Regions from separate parts of the Sus scrofa genome. Here region 2 is linked to region 1. The links are chromatin contacts, called in public HiChIP or PLAC-seq maps. All regions are on one chromosome and are shown on one strand. The core of a region is the stretch at or near the end of the contact, and the rest is flanking DNA. Distances in the headings are between cores, read along the strand shown. Region 1 holds the start of BRCA2 (breast cancer type 2 susceptibility protein). Region 2 holds the start of PDS5B (sister chromatid cohesion protein PDS5 homolog B).

Region 1 (6,108 bases), core at 790-3,289:
GAGAGAATGGCCTTGAGCTGGGCCCTCCTGCGAGGGTCCACGCAGTAGTCCGCGGCATTGGAGGGCACCAGCAGCCCCGGCCTGGCCAGGAAAGCGGGGGGACCGTTGTTTTGCCTCCAGTCGGGCTGTTTGTGCTCAGCGAGTCCGGGGTGACCCAATGGCAGCGTGTTCCCGTAGCCCGGGTACAAGCTGTAGGGAACACGCACAAAGCGCTCCATCCGCCCTCCCGGCGCCCAGGCACAGCGCAATATCCCAGGGCAGTTTGTTTGCGTCCTTATTTTACCTTCCATCTTCAACCGCCCCCTCTTTCTCCACACAAGTTGATTCAGGTTCATCCGAGCTTCATTTATTTCAGATCGGGCCGGGTGCTGCTGCCTGTTACCGTAATTGGGGGAAGGAAGGTGATCTCCTTACCTGCAGAGGTCTAATTGCCGCCGATCTCTAATTGCTCTTCCCTGTCTCTTCGATTCTTTTTTTCAAAGCTGTTTTTCATTTAACTTCTTATTCACACACATGCCCTAAGTTAGCAATTCATTTAGTTATTCGCATAGGGACTCCCCATTTTAGAGGTCCTGTTTTAAAAGATACCATAGATCAAATTCAAGCAGTAAATCATTTGAGCTGCCACACTAGAAGAGTGTGTATAAGAAAGAATGCTATGCACAGCTAATGAGTGTAAAAAACCTGGTACCACAGGAACAAGGAGCATAAAGTTATGGGGAGAGGGGGCAGTGCTATGGTAAAAAAATATATTTGGGAAGGTTGTATGACATACCAACAGTTCTCATTAAAACACTCCAATGAGGACCCTTGCCTCGCCCCCCCCCCCCAAAACAGGGTGTGAGGAGGGAAGCAAATTGTTCTGACCTTGAGGGTAAATACAGATTTAATAGGATAGTTAAGTACCTGAAGTCACACACACACTTGAACTGAAACCCAGTCTTTGTTGACCAGGCAACTTAAACTAAGATGATTCGATTTCCCCATCTGAAAATACCCAGTGATTTATAAATTATTATAAGACTAAGCATGATATTTCTTATAAGGCACAAAGCAGAACAACTCACAGATGTTCACTATGTGGTAGCTGTTATTGGGTAAAGATCAAGCGCCTGTGTTTCTTTGCTATTTAGACCTGGATGATCATAGCTGTGGTACCTATCTGTATTGGTAAGACTTCCTACTACAGCTAAGGATTATCAAACTAAAATGACACCCAAGGAACCAAGCAGAGGCCACCCTTTTTCTAATCCAAGGTTGCTTCCATTGTGCACTGTTAAGAGCCTTCAGGAAGCAGCAAGGCCCATGAGCCGCTCTCACCTCCAGAATCCAGCCGAAGGTTTTCTAGGTAATACTATAAACCTGAATTAAGCCTGGTGCTAAGCATATCTTGCAGGCGGTTGGAGGGAAGTCGGGCACAAAACAGTGCTTGGTACCCTAGGAATGTCAAGGGATATTACGGAAGCCCCCACAGGGAAGTACTTAATGCAGGAGACTTGAGGCGGGTTTTACAATTTTTTAAGCAGGGAAGCGGGTTCAGAGGTTTTGAAAACCAGCTGCCTGTGGACTAGAACTAATGTCCTCTGGCTTTAAACTGCAGCCCCTTCTACCCTAGAGGAGCAGGCAGCCGGGAAAAGGAGTCATCCACAGCCACGGACCACTGTGGGGTTTTCGAACATCTGCCTCTTTGGGGGACGCCCACTCTTAGAACAAAGACTTTTCAAAGACCCCAGGCCCTGTCCGAGGGGGCACCCAAACGTAGATGTAGCGGAGAGAAGGGGAAGAAGTCGGGGAGTATACACGGGACGCGCGGTCCCTCCCAGCAGCGCGGCCTGCTACTCTGAAGGCTCAGAAGAGTAACGCTGGGTACAGACTCTCAGGTAGTTAAACAATGATTGGCTTTGGCCATAAAAGGCAGCGGCTGCGGCGGCCCGGCCCGAGCCTGACTTCCGGGTGGCGCGCACGTTGCGTGCCGCGTCATGGCGTCATCGCGTCACGTGTCCCGAGAGCCGGCTTTTGGCGCGAGCGTCTGAAACCCGGTGGGCGGAGGCGGGGCTGCTGGGGCTCTGCGACCTGGGTGCTGTTTGGGGCTGTGGGTGGCGGCGGAAAGGAGTCTGGGGTCAGATTCCTCATCGAAGTGCCGGCGCGGGTTTTGTCAGCCTACTCTGGCCAAAGAGAGCTGCACCTCTGAAGGCGGTTAGTGTTGGCAGGAGTGGAGACCGGCCAGGCTTCCGCGGTCTCAGGCGGCGGGGAGCGCGTCTCGTGCCCGGGTGGGAGCCGCGGCCTCCGGCCCGGGATGGACCCCGCCAGCCCCTCGCAGGCCGGAGAGGGACCTGCTCTCAGGGCCGGAGGTTCGAGCCCCGCCCCTTCCCGGGAACTCCATTGCCCAGCTGGGGGGGGGCCTCTAGTCCCAGAAGTCCCAATCCGAAATTTCCTTAATTGGAAATAGGATAAAGTTATTTTAGCGGAATCTTGCTCTTTTGGAAAGTGTTTTAAAACCTATGGCACACTGTATCTTAGTCCCCAGGTAATTGCTGTGTTACGAAGATTTACTGATTGGGCATTGCGAAATGGTGTTTATCTCATAGCCCCTGCTAACTGCGCCGCCACTAGCCACACGTGACTAGTTAACTTAAGAGAGATAATACTATTGAAAATTCTGATTTTAAGTCATACTTGACACATTTCAAATGCTTAATGTGGCTAGTGGCTGCCGTATTAGACGGCACAGATATAGAATCTTCCTTCATTGCGTTGAATCTTGTCCCAAAAGTGGGACCAAGTAAATAGACAATGTAATTTTAGGCAAGTTTACCCGCTTCCGATTTTACCTCAGAGTCACTTAACAAGGACTCTATCCTGTGAAGTATATTTTGGTGTTCTCTTTTGCAGACTCATTTACCAAACGTCGGAGGCATATTGTAGATAAAAATGCCGATTGGATGCAAAGAGAGACCAACTTTTTTTGAAATTTTTAAGACGCGATGCAACGAAGCAGGTATTGACAAATTTTATATAAATTGATCAATTACACTAAGAAAAATGTTTTCAGAAAAACATTTAACTGTGCTGCTTGCTGAAAAGAATCCAATACTTCACATTTTTGTTTACACCATAAACTGTGCTTTATATAGAGTCAAATCAGTTAGGAAAATAATCATTTACATTTAACCACATGGTTAAGTGTAGAACCTGTAGTGGACAAAGAGGAGACTGGCCCTTTGATTGGCAGTAGAATTGTTTTTTTTCAGCAGAAAACTTTTAGCCACATCAGACGCATTGGTAACATAGAGCAGAATACTGAGACCAAACTTATTGGTCTCAGTATTCCTTCCACTCTAAAAATGATGGAGGACCAAGAGCTTTTGTTTATTATAGGTGAACATATTAGAAATTTAAAAGAACTTTTAAAAAGTTATAACTTAATAATAAGTAAATAAACCCATTGTATATTGATGTGAATAACATGTTTTTGAAAAATAACCACTCCCCCAACGGGAGAAGAGTGACATTATTTTAACATTTTGCAATTCTCCTTCAGTATCTGGCTCAGGAGAAGATGGCTGGATTCTTAGACCCGTTTTGTGTTTGATCTGTTACAATGTTGTTTGGAAGAAGTGTATGAAGAAAACCCAACCTCACTCAGCAGTGTAGTTAGAAAAAGGAGTATTTTAATGGTCTTCAGTTACTCTTGGGTATTTTTCTTTGGTACTACACCAAAGCTTAAGTAGTAGCCTCTTAGAAGTTACAATGTGGAATCTGAAACCATGTAATGAATTTTTCATACTCTTGTTACATTAAATTCAGTTAGTGTTTCTTGCCTCTTGAATAAATCTTTTATACATGTTGTAACATCATTCATGGATTGTATGAAAAATATTGATGTTCTGAATTACACAGACATTCCGTATATTGACATACTGCATTAGATATTATTAAAAAATCATGGAGTTCCCTGGTGGCTCAGTGGCTTAAGGATCCAGCATTGTCACTGTTGCAGCTCGGATCTCTGCTGTGGTGAGGGTTCTATCCCTGGCCCCGGGAACTTATGCATGCCACAGATACAGCTGAAAAGAAAAAAAAAAAAAAAATCACATTGATTACTTGACTGATGTCATCAGAAAAGTTTTAGGAAGATGTCAAGCTCAAAGCCTGATAGAGTTTAACGAACGTCTTATTCTCATTTGGAAGCTCACATTTTGCTATCGGCAACAAACTGTTGTTTTCCCTGAAGTAACAGGCTCGGTTCATTCATTTTTGAGAAAGTGTGTACCAAGTCACTCAACTCAGAATAACTTAATCATTCTTTCTAGTAAAAATGGCTTTCCATGAAAAAAAGTGCTAATTCGGCTCACAGTTCATCACATGAGTGCTTTTCTAGACGACTATTGTACTTATATATACAGAAATGCTTATGCATGCTTCCCATTTTGCCACAGAGAATATTAAAAAGGTATGCTGTAGGATTAGATTTTAATAGAATTAACTTTTGCTACATTGTTAAGGACACGCAAAGTTAAACTTGCTTTTTGTCTTTGTTTTTTAACAAAGGCATGTTGATGAAGACCGCAGTGACTGCTAGTGCAGTGTGGCCACTGTCTTGACTGATGTAAAGTTGTCATCGGTTTTACCCACCAGCGGTGCGGACGTCCACATTGTGAAAAAGGCAAATGATGCCTCATAGTATGAAAATAGTTTTGACGTTATGGGCCTCTTGAAAAGGGTCTTACGGAACTTCCCTCCAAATTTCCACGGACCACGCTATGAAAACCACTACTTTAAGCATAGATCATGGGAGAAATTTTGACATTCTCTATGACAGAGACTCTTTATAAGGCCGTACCTGTGACATGTGAAAGTTCCTGGGATAGGGATCAAATTGGAGCTGCAGCTGCTGGCCTAAATTACAGCCACAGTAATGCCAGATCCTAGCCATATCTGAGACCAACACTGCAGCTCACAGCAGCACCGGATCCTTAACCCACTGAGTGAAGCCAGGGATCGAACCTGCATCCTCATCAATACTAGTCAAGTTCTCAACCTACTGAGCCACAATGGGAATGCCGACAGAGAATCTCTTTATTCTGTTTTATTTTTGAGTCTACCTGTCTCTTGTGCCTATTGATTTGTCAAGCCACTTAAGAAATGTTGCCACTTATTTGAATTGTATCTGTGGAATGCATTCTTTTTTTTTTTTTTTTTTTTTGTCTTTTCTATGGCCGTACCTGCAGCACATGGAGGTTTCCAGGCTAGGGGTCCAATTGGAGCTATAGCTGCTGGCCTACGCCAGAGCCACAGCAATGTGGGATCCAAGCTGTGTCTTCAGTCCACACGCAGCTCATGGCAACACCAGATCCTTAACCCACTGAGCAAGGCCAAGGATCGAACCCGCAACCTCATGGTTCCTAGTCAGATTGGTTAACCACTGAGCCATGATGGGAACTCCTGGAATGCATTCTTATTATGGATGATTTTTATTTCTGAATTGTGAATATAAAAGAAAACTTTAGAAGAGCTATTATAGCTATTGTAACTTGTGTAAACTCCTGTTATACCTTACTACAGGATCATAAGAGAATAGATTAATGATAAGTGTACCTTGAAAGTAATCCACAGGCAAAATCCAGGCATCCTTTTCTTTATTATAATCTTTATTGGCTCATGGATTTTTTTGTGTTACTGATTAAAACCCAGATGGGATTCTAATTTTTCTTACAGATTTAGGACCAGTAAGCCTTAATTGGTTTGAAGAACTTTCTTTAGAAGCTCCACCATATAATTCTGAACCTTCGGAAGAATCAGAATATAAAAATAGCAGTTATGAACCAAACCCATTTAAAACACCGCAAGGAAACCTTATCATCAGTTGGCTTCAACTCCAGTAATATTCAAAGAACAAGGTCTAACTCTGCCACGGTACCAGTCTCCTTTAAAAGAATTAGATAAATTCAGATTAGATGCAGGTAAGTGATGCGGTTGACTGGAAAAAACATGAACTAGTAATTCAGACAAATTTGTGTTAAAAAAAATCCTGACTCTGTTGTTAAGCATGTTGTGTTGGTCAGATCAGCCTCTCTGGCCACACTTGACCTGCCTCAAAAGTGGAAA
Region 2 (6,541 bases), core at 524-3,023, 210 kb after region 1:
GCCGAGTCTGCAAACTACACCACAGCTCATGGCAATGCCAGATACTTAACCCACTGATCGAGGCCAGGGATCAAACCTGCAACCTCATGGTTCCTAGTCAGATTTGTTTCCGCTTCGCCACGATGGGAACTGCAAATCAGAATTTTTTCATCATTCTCACCACTGATTTTTTTTTTTTGTCTTTTTAGGGCCACACCCACACAGCACATGCAGGTTCCCAGGCTGGGGGTCCAATCAGAGCTGCAGCCACTGGCCTACACCACAGCCAGAGCAAGGACAGATCTGAGAAGAGTCTGCATCCTATAACACTGCTCAAGGTAATGCTGGATCCTTAACCCACTGATCGAGGCCAGGGATTGAACCTGCAACCTCATGGTTCCTAGTCAGATTCGTTAACCACTGCGCCACGACGGGAACTCCCGGTTTATCTATCTTAAATTATGCTGCATCCAATTGTACTGCTCCTGATGAACTACAATTTGCTTATTTTTTGGACTTTATTAGATCAATTTTAAGTTTATAGCAAAATTGAGAGTAAGATACAGAGATTTCTCATATACACCCTCCCCTCACATTCGGTTTTTTTAAAGCCCTAAAGACAGACATTTATTTTTAATACTAATTTCTTTTAATACCAACTTCAGATTTGTTTCCCTAAATAGTGTTGCTTTAAATGAAGGTTTATATTACTAATTTCTGTAAATCCATTTGCTATTGCATACAACATAGTTCCTTTTTTTTTTAAGCAACTGCTTCATTTAATCCTCAGAGATTTTTTTTTCTCTCTCCATCCTAATAGTAAATCTCCAGATGAACTTTCTTTTTTTTTTTTATTTTATTTTAATTTTTTTTGTCTTTTTGTCTTTTTTTTGTTGTTGTTGTTATTGTTGCTATTCTTGGCCGCTCCCGGCATATGGAGTCCAGGCTAGGGTCGAATCAGAGCTGTAGCCACCGGCTACGCCAGAGCCACAGCAATGTGGGATCCGGCCGCGTCTGCAACCTACACCACAGCTCACGCAACGCCGGATCGTTAACCACTGAGCAAGGCAGGACCGAACCGCAACCTCATGTTCCTAGTCGATTCGTTAACCACTGCGCCACGACGGACCCCAGATGAACTTTCAATATACTCGTAGTACAGCTGCAGAAGTGAGGAGCGGCATCCCCTGGAGGTGAAGGGGGTTAGAAATCCACCTCCCAGAAGACTTCCTTGTGTTCTTCAGATTATTTCTCCCTGTAATAAGGACAATTGTGATAAAATGAATGGAATGCTTTGTTACAGGTGGACTTGTTATGTCCTCGCAGCCACCGCCTAAACAATACCTGAAAATGGGACAGCTGTGAGATTAAGTAAAGACATAACATATAAAGTGCAAGAACAACAAAAACAAAAACAACTCAGGGCATTTTGAGATGACTAGGTCAGCGTTAGCAAGGAGCAAAGTAGTTAACATCAATTTTATTTACTTAGCACGATATTAGTATTGTTTCATTGTTTTAAAAAATTCCCAACTTTTATCCATAAAGGTAGAGGTATATAACAATTTACGTGGTTTTCGGCAAAAGTCAAGGAAGCCTTAGAAGCAGAGAAAGCATTGACAGCCCCGGGTCTCGATGTCACAGCGGCGGCGTGCCCGTGTGACTGCGTGCGCGCGCGACGGGCGGGGCGGAGGCGGGCACGCGCGGGCGCACGGGGCGGGGCGGAGGGGAGGCCGGCGGGCACGCGCGCGAGGCTGTCCGGTCGGCAGGGGGCGCTGCGCACCCACGCGGCGCTCTGCCTGCCCCCGGTGCTGTCCGCGGCGGTTCGATTGGAGCAGCCGCCGAAGAGCTCTTGGCGCCATTTTGAAGCGGAGAGGAGGAGGAACGGCGGGGCTGGCTGCGGAAGGGGAGGGGGGGAGGAGGCGATTGGATGCGGCGGCGGCGGCGGATCCCGGAGAGCAGCGGAGTGAGAGGAGTAACGAGTCGGGCACCCGGAGGTAGGAAACAATTCAGTTAACGGGAAGAAAATGTCTCTTCTCTCTGGTCGCCGCGCTCCATTTTTCAGCGCCCGCCACCGCGGCTGTGTCTGTGGCGGGGCTCAAGCGCCGCCCGCCTGCCAGCCGAGACTCGCTTCCAGGCATCGGGGGCTGCAGCCGCCGGCTGCCTGGCGGCGGCGGGGCCGGGAGGAGTGGGGCGCGGGCCGGGGGCGTGGGCCCGGCTGTGCGGTGGGGGGTGGGGAGGGCCCCTCGGCCGCCGTGTTCCCTCCACGCCGTGGGCTCAGCCGCAGCCTCTGGAAATTAAACTTGCCGCCCTGGCCCGACCGGGGCGCCCGCGGCGACGGAGGCGGCGGGCCGCGGGCGGTGACCTTGCGCGCGCCGGGGGTCCGCGCCCGCTGCCGGGCTGCCCGGCCGCCCCGCAGCCCGCGCCCCGCCGCCGCCCCTCCCCCCCGCGCCCGGCCGGCCGGCGGCTGTTTCCCGGGCGGCAGGCGGGCGGCGCGGCGCTCCTGTTGAATCCTCCCGCGGGCGGGTTTTCCCCCTTCCGGGCGAGGGGCGGGGAGCGCGGGTCCCGGCTGACCCCGGGGCGGTTTGCGGGCCTCGGCCCTTCCGCCCCCGCGGCCGGGTCCCCCGCGCCGGGCCCGCTCCGCGCAGCCTCTGCTCCGGGCGACGACAAGGGCCGATAGAGTGACATTTTTATACGGTTACTTGCCAGTCGCCAGAGATAAAGCGCGCTCACCGCGCCTCTTGGAGCTGGTGCTGGGGGCACCCGAGGACCTAGTTGGGGAAGAGTCCAGACGGGCTGGAGTGGCTCCTCCCTGGCGACCACTGAGTCCTAGCTTTCCTTTAGGAAGCCTCGGAATTGGAACGACAGTGCAAACGGTGTCTGGTTGACGTTTTTTTGAGTCTGTTATCTTACTGACACCTGAAAAGTTTCTGGTCGGGAGAAAAAGCTTGTTTGTGGTTCTGTGCTGCTTTGCCTCTTGGTACATGCGCTGAAGCCGCGACACGCTAAGCCCTGGTACAGTTATTCGAGGGAATGACTCCGAACCCAGAAACGTAGCACCTCCGCTTCAGAACTGCCGCTTCCTCCGTTCCTCCGCGGCCCGTGCAAACTCGGGATAGGGTTGGAAAGAGCGTTTTGGGCATCCTAATCAACTCCAAAAGAGAACCCTTTATTTGACTTTGAAAAACGTACTTCGAACGCTCTTATACTTTTATTATGAAATGATGGCTGGACGGTACTGTCCTGAACGACCCTACCAACCCTGTTTATTAAACCATTTCGGAAATTTTGGATATAGCCTTTGATTTCGAAGGTTTAGTCTGTGGTCTTGAGTGATTTGGGGGTCACCGGCTGTCTTCCTAATAATCATTAAGAATCCAAGTTTATTTATGTATATAAGAGGCGAGCTGTACATGAGTCATAATTATTTAAAACTTGAATGGCAAAACCCCCCCACAAAAACCCAAAACCTCGATGGCAGTATGTATAATCATTGTTCTCAGCATATGTATGTGAAGTCCCAAGATAGAGTATTTTCTGTTCTAACTTATACAGTAGTCAAGTAAAATAGTTAAAAACACAAAAATGGTATTAAGCAAAATAAGGGTTAGAAAAGACACTTATCTATGCACTGCATATGTCAGAAATGTTAGCATTTTTAGGAACCGTAAAATGAGCATTCTTATGGTGTATGCAGGTCAGTTTGTGGAACAGTTAATTTTGTATCACTGAGTAGTAGCAGAAAACCTAATTAAAATTTGTAGTGGTGAATATATAGGTGAAAGTTTCAACATGAAACTTCTTATGTTAAGATAGATTTATTTTGAAAAACTTAGGTGTAAAAAAATTAAGTCAGAACATTATTCTTTCAAAATGAATTTACAAGTGTATATAGAAAAGGTGCGTTTTAGACATTCTTTGATTACTGAAGTAGTTATTTATTTTTGCCTTTTTGATGGTTTAAAAAAATCTCTGGGTTTTACTTGAAGGTGTATTTTAAATGACATGGTAGTGTTTGTATTGACTTTTTTTTTTTGCCTTGAAGAATTTTTGTGCTCTTTCTTATTTTTCTTTTGTTGAGGTTGATTATCCATGCATTAACTTTGTTTTTACAGAAGCTTTTTATTAAATTAATTTTTTTAAACCATTCCCACCCCTACAGTAGCTTTTTACTCTTCTTGTCACTTTCATTCTTGTATGCTTATGCTTTCTTTTCCATCACTTTCCCCAAGAATTAGAGGAGATAAAGTGATGATAGTGATTCTTGTTGTCATGGGATGTTGTACTAGCTTATTTGATAAGTAGTTGTACTGAGTTGGATTTTGGATAACATTTTTAAGTTTAAAGTTGTTTTGAAACTTTAACAGTCACAAAGAGTTATGTTTTGAGGACTAGGCTTTATCAATAATTGGTTAGGCCTAAAATAAAGCAATACTCTATATTAGGGCTTGCTCTGGTGAAAAGTAAATGGTAACCAAAACTTTGTGTCAGGGGGAATATTTTGGAAGATTGTATTCTTTCTGCTTCTCCCTCTTTGAGTAGTAGGATTGTCCTGTGGCTTCCTTAGTGCTACTTTTTCATCATGTGTGCCTAGAACCTACAGGAGAGCTTACAGTGATTTGGTTTTGATGACAAGTACTGTATATATACTCAAAAGAGTAGATTTGTGTTTCCTTTGTTAGTGTTAGGGAGCTATAAGGAAACATAGATGATTTCCACCTCACTTATCATATGCATGAGACATTAGTTCAGATTATAATTTGAATGGTTTAGCCAAAGTCACAGTTATATCCTTATGGTGGAATTGGGGTAGTCCTTAGATCTCCTGGAGGCTTAGAAGCATCCACATGGTCTGTATTGTTTTATTCAGGATTTAAGCAATATTTAAAATTATTGCCAGATAGCATCTTATTTTCTATCCCCTCCTCCCTTTTTCATTCATTCAACCAAGAAATAGAGTTTCGAGGTTAACACAGAGTCTGGTTGATAACGTCTATCCAGGATTCAGTCCACTTAAATTATCTCAGAAGATAACCTCTTTCTTGTCTGTCTCCTGGAGCCGCTTGATCTTTCATTGGGTAAAAATACTTGACAAGGCATTTATTTATTCTTTGTTACACTTTTAAGCCAGGGTAGTTTGGAAGTTAGTATTGAACTTTATTTTGTTATAAGATGTATATGTCTGTGCATGTGTGAGGTTTGGTTTTTTTTTTTTTTTTTTTGTCTTTTCTAGGGCCGCTCCCACAGCATATGGAGGTTCCCAGGCTAGGGGTCTAATTGGAGCTGTAGCCACCGGCCTACACCACAGCCACCGCAACTCGGGATCCGAGCCGCATCTGCAGCTCACACCACAGCTCACGGAAACTGAGCAAGGCCAGGCACTGAACCTGCAACCTCATGGTTTCTAGTCGGATTCGTTAACCACTGCGCCACAATGGGAACTCCTTTTTTTTTTTTAACTTTTAAACTTTTAAACTCAATTTACTATGCAAGTCATTTGTCACTTCCAATTACAGTAGGTGCTTGGGGAAATTGTATTTGATATGAATATTCCTGTTTGGGAATGTTGAAAATTCCAAAAATACTTAGTTTAAAAAGAAATCCAGTAATTTCTCTGAGAACATATTTACTTTTTAAGCTTATTTAAGAAGCTGCCAGGTGATTTGAAATTCTCACTTCTTGCAGTGGAGAGGTCAGTTCTTCTTTACACTATACTGTTATGAACTGCCTGTTGATAACCATTTTCCCCAATACTTGAAAATGGTTTTATAACCTTTTCTTACTAAGCCAAAATTAAGGGTAAGTTTGCTGCTTTGAAACTGTAATCGTTTAAGTTGGTGGGGGTGATCATGCTCAGTGAGAAACTCATGAAGATTAAACTAAGGTGAGTAAAATTTAGTTATTTGAAGTAAATCTAAAGCTCTTCTGAGATAATTATAATATCTGCAATAGTTACTGAACTCTAATGATTAGACATCAGTACTGAGCAATAATTAGAAATACTTGGTTTAGCTGTGCAAAACTTGTAAGGCAGCTAAGTGGAGTGGAGGAAAGACTGATGAGGCATCTTTAAAAGATCCATGATCTGGAAGTACTCCATTCATTGGCTTACTCCCCTCGACAGAGAATGTTCTGACCTGATTCAGTTAAAATGAACAAATATTAGGCTTCATATATGTATTGTACCAGGAATGATGGGATAAACAGAGCTGAGACCCTGTCCTGTAGGAGTTAGAGTTGTGGTTGGCCACCTGCATCAAGGTGATGAGAGCTGAGAAAAACGGGAGTGGAATCCCTGCTGTTCAGTGATTCTAGAAGGGACAGGCTTTCCTCTTCAGTGATGGTTGAGGTTGCACTTCTTTATGTGGGAGAGCAAAGAAAGGGGCATTATAGCCACAGGCATTGTCTCTCTCTAGGAGAGAATGCTTAGGGGGCCCAAAAAGGAAACTAAAGTTTGTGGTTCCCTGGGCATAGTAGGGATTGTTTTTCATCTCAGAGGTGGTTTTAGAGAAGTAAGTGAAGAGATTTTAAAGAGTAGTCACAGATCCATGTCCAAAATGTA

What was found. HiChIP or PLAC-seq counts read pairs in DNA pulled down with a chosen protein or histone mark.
Region 2: a contact with region 1 is called in an H3K27ac HiChIP or PLAC-seq map of alveolar macrophages. The contact joins the promoter of PDS5B here to the promoter of BRCA2 in region 1. A contact is called at or near these places in 2 of 47 Hi-C or Micro-C datasets (embryonic fibroblasts and skeletal muscle) and 1 of 2 datasets of contacts at active chromatin or transcription factors (alveolar macrophages).

Annotation. Positions count from the first base shown.
Region 1 is chr11:8,803,911-8,810,018 of Sscrofa11.1, forward strand. It overlaps BRCA2 (breast cancer type 2 susceptibility protein), which reads left to right and starts at 2,040. Exons shown (of 37, transcript XM_021065184.1): 1 at 2,040-2,196; 2 at 2,893-2,998; 3 at 5,719-5,844; 4 at 5,847-5,963. The coding sequence starts at 2,932. ZAR1L (ZAR1-like protein) reads right to left here and starts at 1,966. Exons shown (of 4, transcript XM_021065181.1): 1 at 1-1,966. The coding sequence starts at 335.
Region 2 is chr11:9,012,921-9,019,461 of Sscrofa11.1, forward strand. It overlaps PDS5B (sister chromatid cohesion protein PDS5 homolog B), which reads left to right and starts at 1,774. Exons shown (of 35, transcript XM_021065557.1): 1 at 1,774-1,976.